Regions from separate parts of the Capra hircus genome. Here region 2 is linked to region 1. Evidence: chromatin contacts called from public Hi-C data. All regions are on one chromosome and are shown on one strand. Each heading gives the region's core, a stretch centred on a gene start, on an enhancer-like site or on the middle of the called end of the contact. The rest is flanking DNA. Distances are from core to core; before and after follow the strand shown. Region 1 holds the start of NIPBL (nipped-B-like protein). Region 2 has its middle 120 kb from the start of NIPBL.

Region 1 (3,005 bases), core at 255-2,754:
AGGATGGCACCTTTCACATTTTTTTTTTAACCTCCCAGGGATTTTAAGCATAACTTCATTTCTGTCCTTTTAAAGAAAAGTGGATGTACTTATATCTCACCGCAATTCTCAGAATATTTAAAAACCTTTTTAAGCTTCTACACGTTTAGATCAGGAAGTACCTGAGTGTTTCACGTATAATCAGTTAAAACTGTCCTTATATAACGCACACAAATATAAAGAGGCAGGGTAAACCTGTCAAGTACTTTATACTTGTCTCTGAATAAAAAGTCCATGTGCAACACACTGTCAAACAACAACATAAAAGCGCTTTGCGTGGGTGGGGGGGTCATATGCAGTGTCTACTATACTATGGTTTTCTGTATTAAATATTCATGTGGACGATTTAATTCTCCTTAAAAAGAAAATGAGTCTTTATTAACTTTCCAACGTCCAAACAAGTTTTACACAGGAAAAGAATTACCACTGGATCCGTGTCTGAGTATTTACATTTGTCTCACTAACTGAAACTACTTCCTCCCTTCATGGGGTCACAGGGGGAAGAAGGGGGGTTGTTTGTTTCACTGGGACGTTCCCCACTCCCGGACCAGGAAAGTTGTAAATATGGGGACGGAGAGGGCACATTTGCTGTTAGTTGTATTGTTTCCGCCTCCTCACTAGCTACAGCTCTTCTCCCGGGCGAGGCCTGTCACCGACCAGCAGTAGCTCCGCTCAGCCCGGAGCTCTCCTAATCCCCGAGCTCAAGTAGATTCCGCTGGCCCGCGGCCTGCACTCTCCGCCGGGCCTACGCCTCCCCGGCCGCCCGGCAGGAGCCCAGTCCCCGCCACCGGAGCCGGCCGGGAGAGGGTACAAAACCACCGCCACCCAGGGCGGCTGCCACCAGAGAGGAGCGAACTCTAGACTCGCCCGTGGAGGAGACCTGGGGCCGCTAAGGAAACGGCGGGGAGGGGAGCGAGGAGGAGAGACGCTGAGGACCTGGCGCCGCCGCCGCCGCCGCCGCCGAAATAAAGAGCAGGAATTTACCTGGGCGAATCGGCGTCTGAATCCAAGGGGAGGCCGAGGCCGCTGTGGCGAGAGACTATAATCCGGGCCGGGAGGGGGGGTGGCTACGGCTCCTCTTCCGTCTCCTCAGTGCGGGGAACATGTAGAGCCGGGGGGAGACCAGCCGAGAAGACAAATCGCTGCTTCTTCTTCCTCCTCCTCCTCCTTCTCCCACATAGAAACACTCACAAACACCCGACCAGGGGCCCGAGCTACCGGGGGGGCATCGCCGCCGGCCCGGGAACCAATCCTCCAGTCGGCGGGGGCGTCCCTCCCTGCGGCTTGGTGGTGTCGGGTGAGTCGGTACCGACGGAGGGAGGGGGGGGAGGGCGGGGGGGGAAGGAGCCCTGTGTGTGTCTCTCTCTCGTTCCGTCTCTCCCTCTCAGAACAAAATGCCGACCGGAAGTGCAGCTGCAGGAATGACTCCCTCCGCCGGCGCCAAACACTAACAACCACCCCCTCTTCCCCACTCCACTTCCGCCACCGCCGCGCCGCCGCCGCCACTTGGGCTCGCGTCTTCGGCCGCGCCGCACTGCACAGCCGGCGCCGCTCAGCTCCGCACCGCACCCGGGGCCCGGAGGCGGCCAGCAGCGAGGCGGCGGGGGCCTCTCCTCCGCGCCCTTCTCGTCGGGGCGGCTGTGGACGTTGCCTTTTAGTGTCGATCCTGCGGAGCGGCGTTTTCGCTGTGGCACGAGCGGGCCGGGTCTTCCTGGTCTTTATTTTCCTGGAGGCCGGCCGGAACGGGGCCTGAGCCTCGGTGGTGGTCGTATGCGTGGGTGGCGCTCAGGCCGGGACCGGCTCGCAGGCCACGCACGCCGCCCCAGCTGTTCGTCATTAGCTCTCGGGAGCCGAGCTCGGGGCGGCCACGTAGAGGACGCCCGCGATCGGACGGCGACCGAGCATTTTTTAAATGGTGTCCCTGCAGCCGGGTGGATGGATGTATCGTATTGTACACTCTTCTCTCTTTTTGAGAGGCCGGACTTTACTCCCGTCTCTGCATTATTTCTGCGGAGTAAGGACGCAACCCTTGAAGGAGGCGAAGATTCTCAGCTGGATTGAATTGGAATCGTGTTTGTAATGCATTTATTTCTGGAAATATGTGGTCTTTTCTGGGCTCGCTTTTTGTTGACGGTGGTTTTGGCTCTTGCCTAGCAGTCGGGATAAAGGCCTGTAGGCGACGCTGTTCGAGCGAGGAGCCGGCCCGCGGTGGGCCCGGAGCGCGCCCCATTCTAGGTGTGGGTGGAGCCGAGCGCGCGGGGAGAGCCGGCGGACTGCGGGCCGGGCCGATTTCAGACATCGTTTTCCTCTTTACGCTCGAAACAGAGGTCCTGACCAAGGCTGGAGTACAGATGCGATTCTGTGTACAGTACCGAGCCTTCTGTAGTCTCTTACTGAAACACCTGAAATAACTTTATCATACAGTTCACTATTAAGTTTACTATTTACTTCTGTAAATATAGAGGGTGCTATTCTTCAGGTAAAAGTGCCTAGGTAAGCGGATTTTATTCAAATGGGACGAAATTTGTGTTATATTATCGTGAGTTTACTTAAGTTGTATGTGAACTGTATTTGTCTGTGTACCAGTACGCTGAAAGTTAAACAGGCAAATTTGCCCGCGGGCCATTCCTTTTGCTTCAGAGATCGCTACAAGGACTAAATCAGATCTTACGCGTCTCTCGAGCCGGCATTTGCTTAGCCGGGAGTAAAAGCCGAAGCCTTGACCACGGCCTGAAGGCGCTGCGCGCGGTGGGGCGCGGGGAGTCGCCTTGGTTGCGGAGCCAGCAGGGTGTCTGCTCCGCCTTCTGCCAGGCTCCTTCCACGAGTGCCACAGAGTTTCTCTCTTACTTTCAGGGTTTTGCTCGGCTGTCTCCTCGGGGTTCTGTGGCCTCTCTTTAAACTGGACGTTCCCGATTCCCTCCTCATTTTTATCCTGCAGGCATTCTACTTATCATGCTTGTTTATCT
Region 2 (3,005 bases), core at 223-2,722, 120 kb after region 1:
TACAGTCCATGGGGTTGCAAGTTCAGTTCAGTTCAGTTGCTCAGTCATGTCTGACTCTGTGACCCCATGGACTGCAGCACATCACACTTCCCTGTCCATCACCAACTCCCGGAGCTTACTCAAACTCATGTCCATTGAGTTGGTAATGCCATCCAACCATCTCATCCTCTGTTGTCCCCTTCTCCTGCCTTTAATCTTTCCCAGAATCAGGGTCTTCGCATCCGTTCTTCGCATCAGGTGGCCAGAGTATTGGAGTTTCAGCTTCAGCATCAGTCCTTCCAATGAATATTCAGGACTGATTTCTTTTAGGATGGACTGGTTGGATCTCTTTGCAGTCCATGGGACTCTTGAAAGAGTTGAATGTAAATAAAAGAAGTATTTTAAAATATTTTTAAAAGAAGAGGAGATTAGGACAAAGACACACATCGAAGAAAGACCATGTAAAGACACTGGGAGGAGACAGTCATCTGTGAGCCAAGGAAAGAGGCCTTAGGAAAAAACAACCCTGTAGACACCTTGATCTCAGATTCCTTGCCTCCAGAATGATGAGAAATCATGAGAAAATAAAATTCTGTTGTCTTAAGTCACCTAGTCTACGGTACCTCGTCATGGCAGCCCTTTTGAAAGAATGCACATAGCCCAAGGACACAACATAAACCGATCTGAATCAAATGAGTCCAAGATGCAGACAAGTCAACTTTGACTAGACCTTGATCCTCAATCAGCAAGCTAAATGAGACACTCAGAAGCTCCATGACAGTTCCAAGCCACCGTCAGAAGACCAAAAAATGGGCGGTGGCCCAATTCCTGGAAATCTCTACCCTTTTCCCAAAATAGCTGGAATAATCTTCCCACTCATTAGCCTGTGAAATTACCCAGCCCCTAAAAACTAACCACACCACATTTTGAGGCTGCTGCACCCACCCTCTGCGATGGCTCACCGTCTGTCTGTGGAGTGTGTTTCTCTCTGAATAAATCCACTTCTTACCTATCACTTCGTCTCTCACCGGATTCTTTCTGAGATGAGACATCAAGATCCTGAACTTCATTAGGTCCTGAAACCAACTGGTCTCTCATCTCAGTTGGAAGACTGTGGTTTCTGCTGGGTTCGAGTCCCATACACATGGATTATAGTCCCAATCTGAGATAAAGGGTTGCACAGGAACCAGTGTCCTGGTATGACTACCCCATCTGAGGGCACCCCATCTGCCAGTATATCCCCTCCTGCTTACATTTTGCCAGCTCTGTTTCCCAGCCACTCATTCTCTGTATATGCTGTGGGTGGTATTGAGTAGTTATCAGCAATGTTGTTCCCTGTGAACTGAAAATAAGGTTATTCTTCCCTGATAACAGTGCTCTGTATCTCAAGAGGCCCCCCACTCCCCCCACCACAGCGGTCACTCTGGCGTCCAGAGCACGTCTTGTGGGAGATCACGCCTTTCTCAGCACCCGGCTCACAGCTGTCGGAGGACTGTTCAGCCACCTGTTCGTAAGGCTGTCTCTGGCAATGGATTCCTGCCTGTGCCTTCCTTTGAAAGTATACTCAGAACAGAAAGAAATGTGTCCTTCCTCATTAATGAGAGCAGGAAGTGAGATTTCACCGTACTTATAATTCATGAGATTTTTTTTTTTTTTTTTCAGTGTTGATTCTGAATCTCAGCCCTGCTGTTCAAAACACAAAATAAAGTGCTAGGAGTGTAGAAGACCAAGTCAGGGCTTACAAAGTAGCCCTCAGAGGAAGCAAACAGAGAGATATTTTTGCACAACCACCTACGAAGAGCTTATCTAGGAAAGGGTCGAATAGCTAGTGCTCAGAAAGCTCCTGTTAGCTCAGCTGGATTGATTCCAAGTCCTGACTCGTAGACTTCTGTGACAGTGAAATATTCAGACCAGGACCATGTCCTTGGTGACTTCTGTGTTCATTAAAGCTGGCCTTTATGATGGATTGAAGCCGTTATTATGAGGAAGGTGCTGATGAACTGTTCTCCATCTTCTCAGGGGACAGAATGAGAGCAAGTGGGCTGAAGGTATAGCCATGAGAGTCGTCAGAAATAGCCTGATTCTCAGGCCCCTTTAAAGCCTGCCTAGGTGATGCGACTGAAGCGGCTTAGCAGCAGCAGCAGCAGCAGCAGCAGGTTGCACTTTAGCTCCCTCCTCTGGGATTCCTGGGTACTACCCTGCACGTCCCACGGTTGTTCCACTGACTGTCACTAATACATTGTGGAGTTACATGTTTATGTGCCTGTTCCTACCAGCAGACTGTGAACTCCCAAGGGGCATGACTTCATCTGTCTTTGTTCCTCTGCCTGCGCCTGTAGCTGACACTGGGTGAGCCCTCCGTGGAGGTGAATGAATGGCTATCTCTTTGTCCTTTGAAAATTACTTAGCGTCCTGGAAATTCTGTTTGTGTGTATATATGTGTGTGTGTGTGTGTGTGTGTGTGTGTGTGTGAGAGAGAGAGAGAGAGAGAGAGAGAGAGACAGAGACAGAGACAGAGACAGAGACAGAGAGAGAGAGAAGGTGGGAAAGACCATGAATAAATGACTCTCAGAAATGACTCTGATGACTTCATTCCTCTGGATTTCAAATAAGTATGTGAAGAGCACTGCAAATCCAGCATATATTGATGGGTAAGACATAATTATCGACTAATCAACTAACAGAGGGCTGGCAAATAGGTATTTGTCAGTGAGAGAGAGGGTGACTGGAAGAGGTAGCTGTGTACTTGATGGTCAGTATAGCGGCCATTTATGGGCTCCTTCTAATGTGTCAGGTGTTTTGTTCATGCTGTTTCGTTTGATTCTCACGTACTTCTTGAGATTTATAGTGCTTCCCCCCATTTTACAGATAGGGAAACTGAGGTTCCGAGAAGTCTATTCATTCAGCCACAACCGTATTTATTATGTTCTGGCTGCATGCTAGACTGTGCTAGGCTCTAGGGCTATGTAGGACACATGTAGTCCTTTTTCCTTAGAGCTTAGAATCTAACAGGAAAGAGAAACATA

Evidence for each region. Hi-C and Micro-C count contacts between places; a contact is called where the count stands out from the background.
Region 2: a contact with region 1 is called in a Hi-C map of blood, with 4 times the contacts expected there. The contact joins the enhancer-like site here to the promoter of NIPBL in region 1. A contact is called at or near these places in 3 of 5 Hi-C or Micro-C datasets (all in blood).

Annotation. Positions count from the first base shown.
Region 1 is chr20:37,339,932-37,342,936 of ARS1.2, forward strand. NIPBL (nipped-B-like protein) reads right to left here and starts at 1,505. Exons shown (of 47, transcript XM_018065528.1): 1 at 1,024-1,505.
Region 2 is chr20:37,463,124-37,466,128 of ARS1.2, forward strand. No RefSeq gene overlaps it. Among named protein-coding and RNA genes, the nearest start is that of NIPBL, 120 kb to the left of the region's middle. Within about 2 kb of position 1,473, at least 1 of the 5 cell types and tissues checked has an H3K27ac peak or open chromatin away from gene starts, as enhancers often do.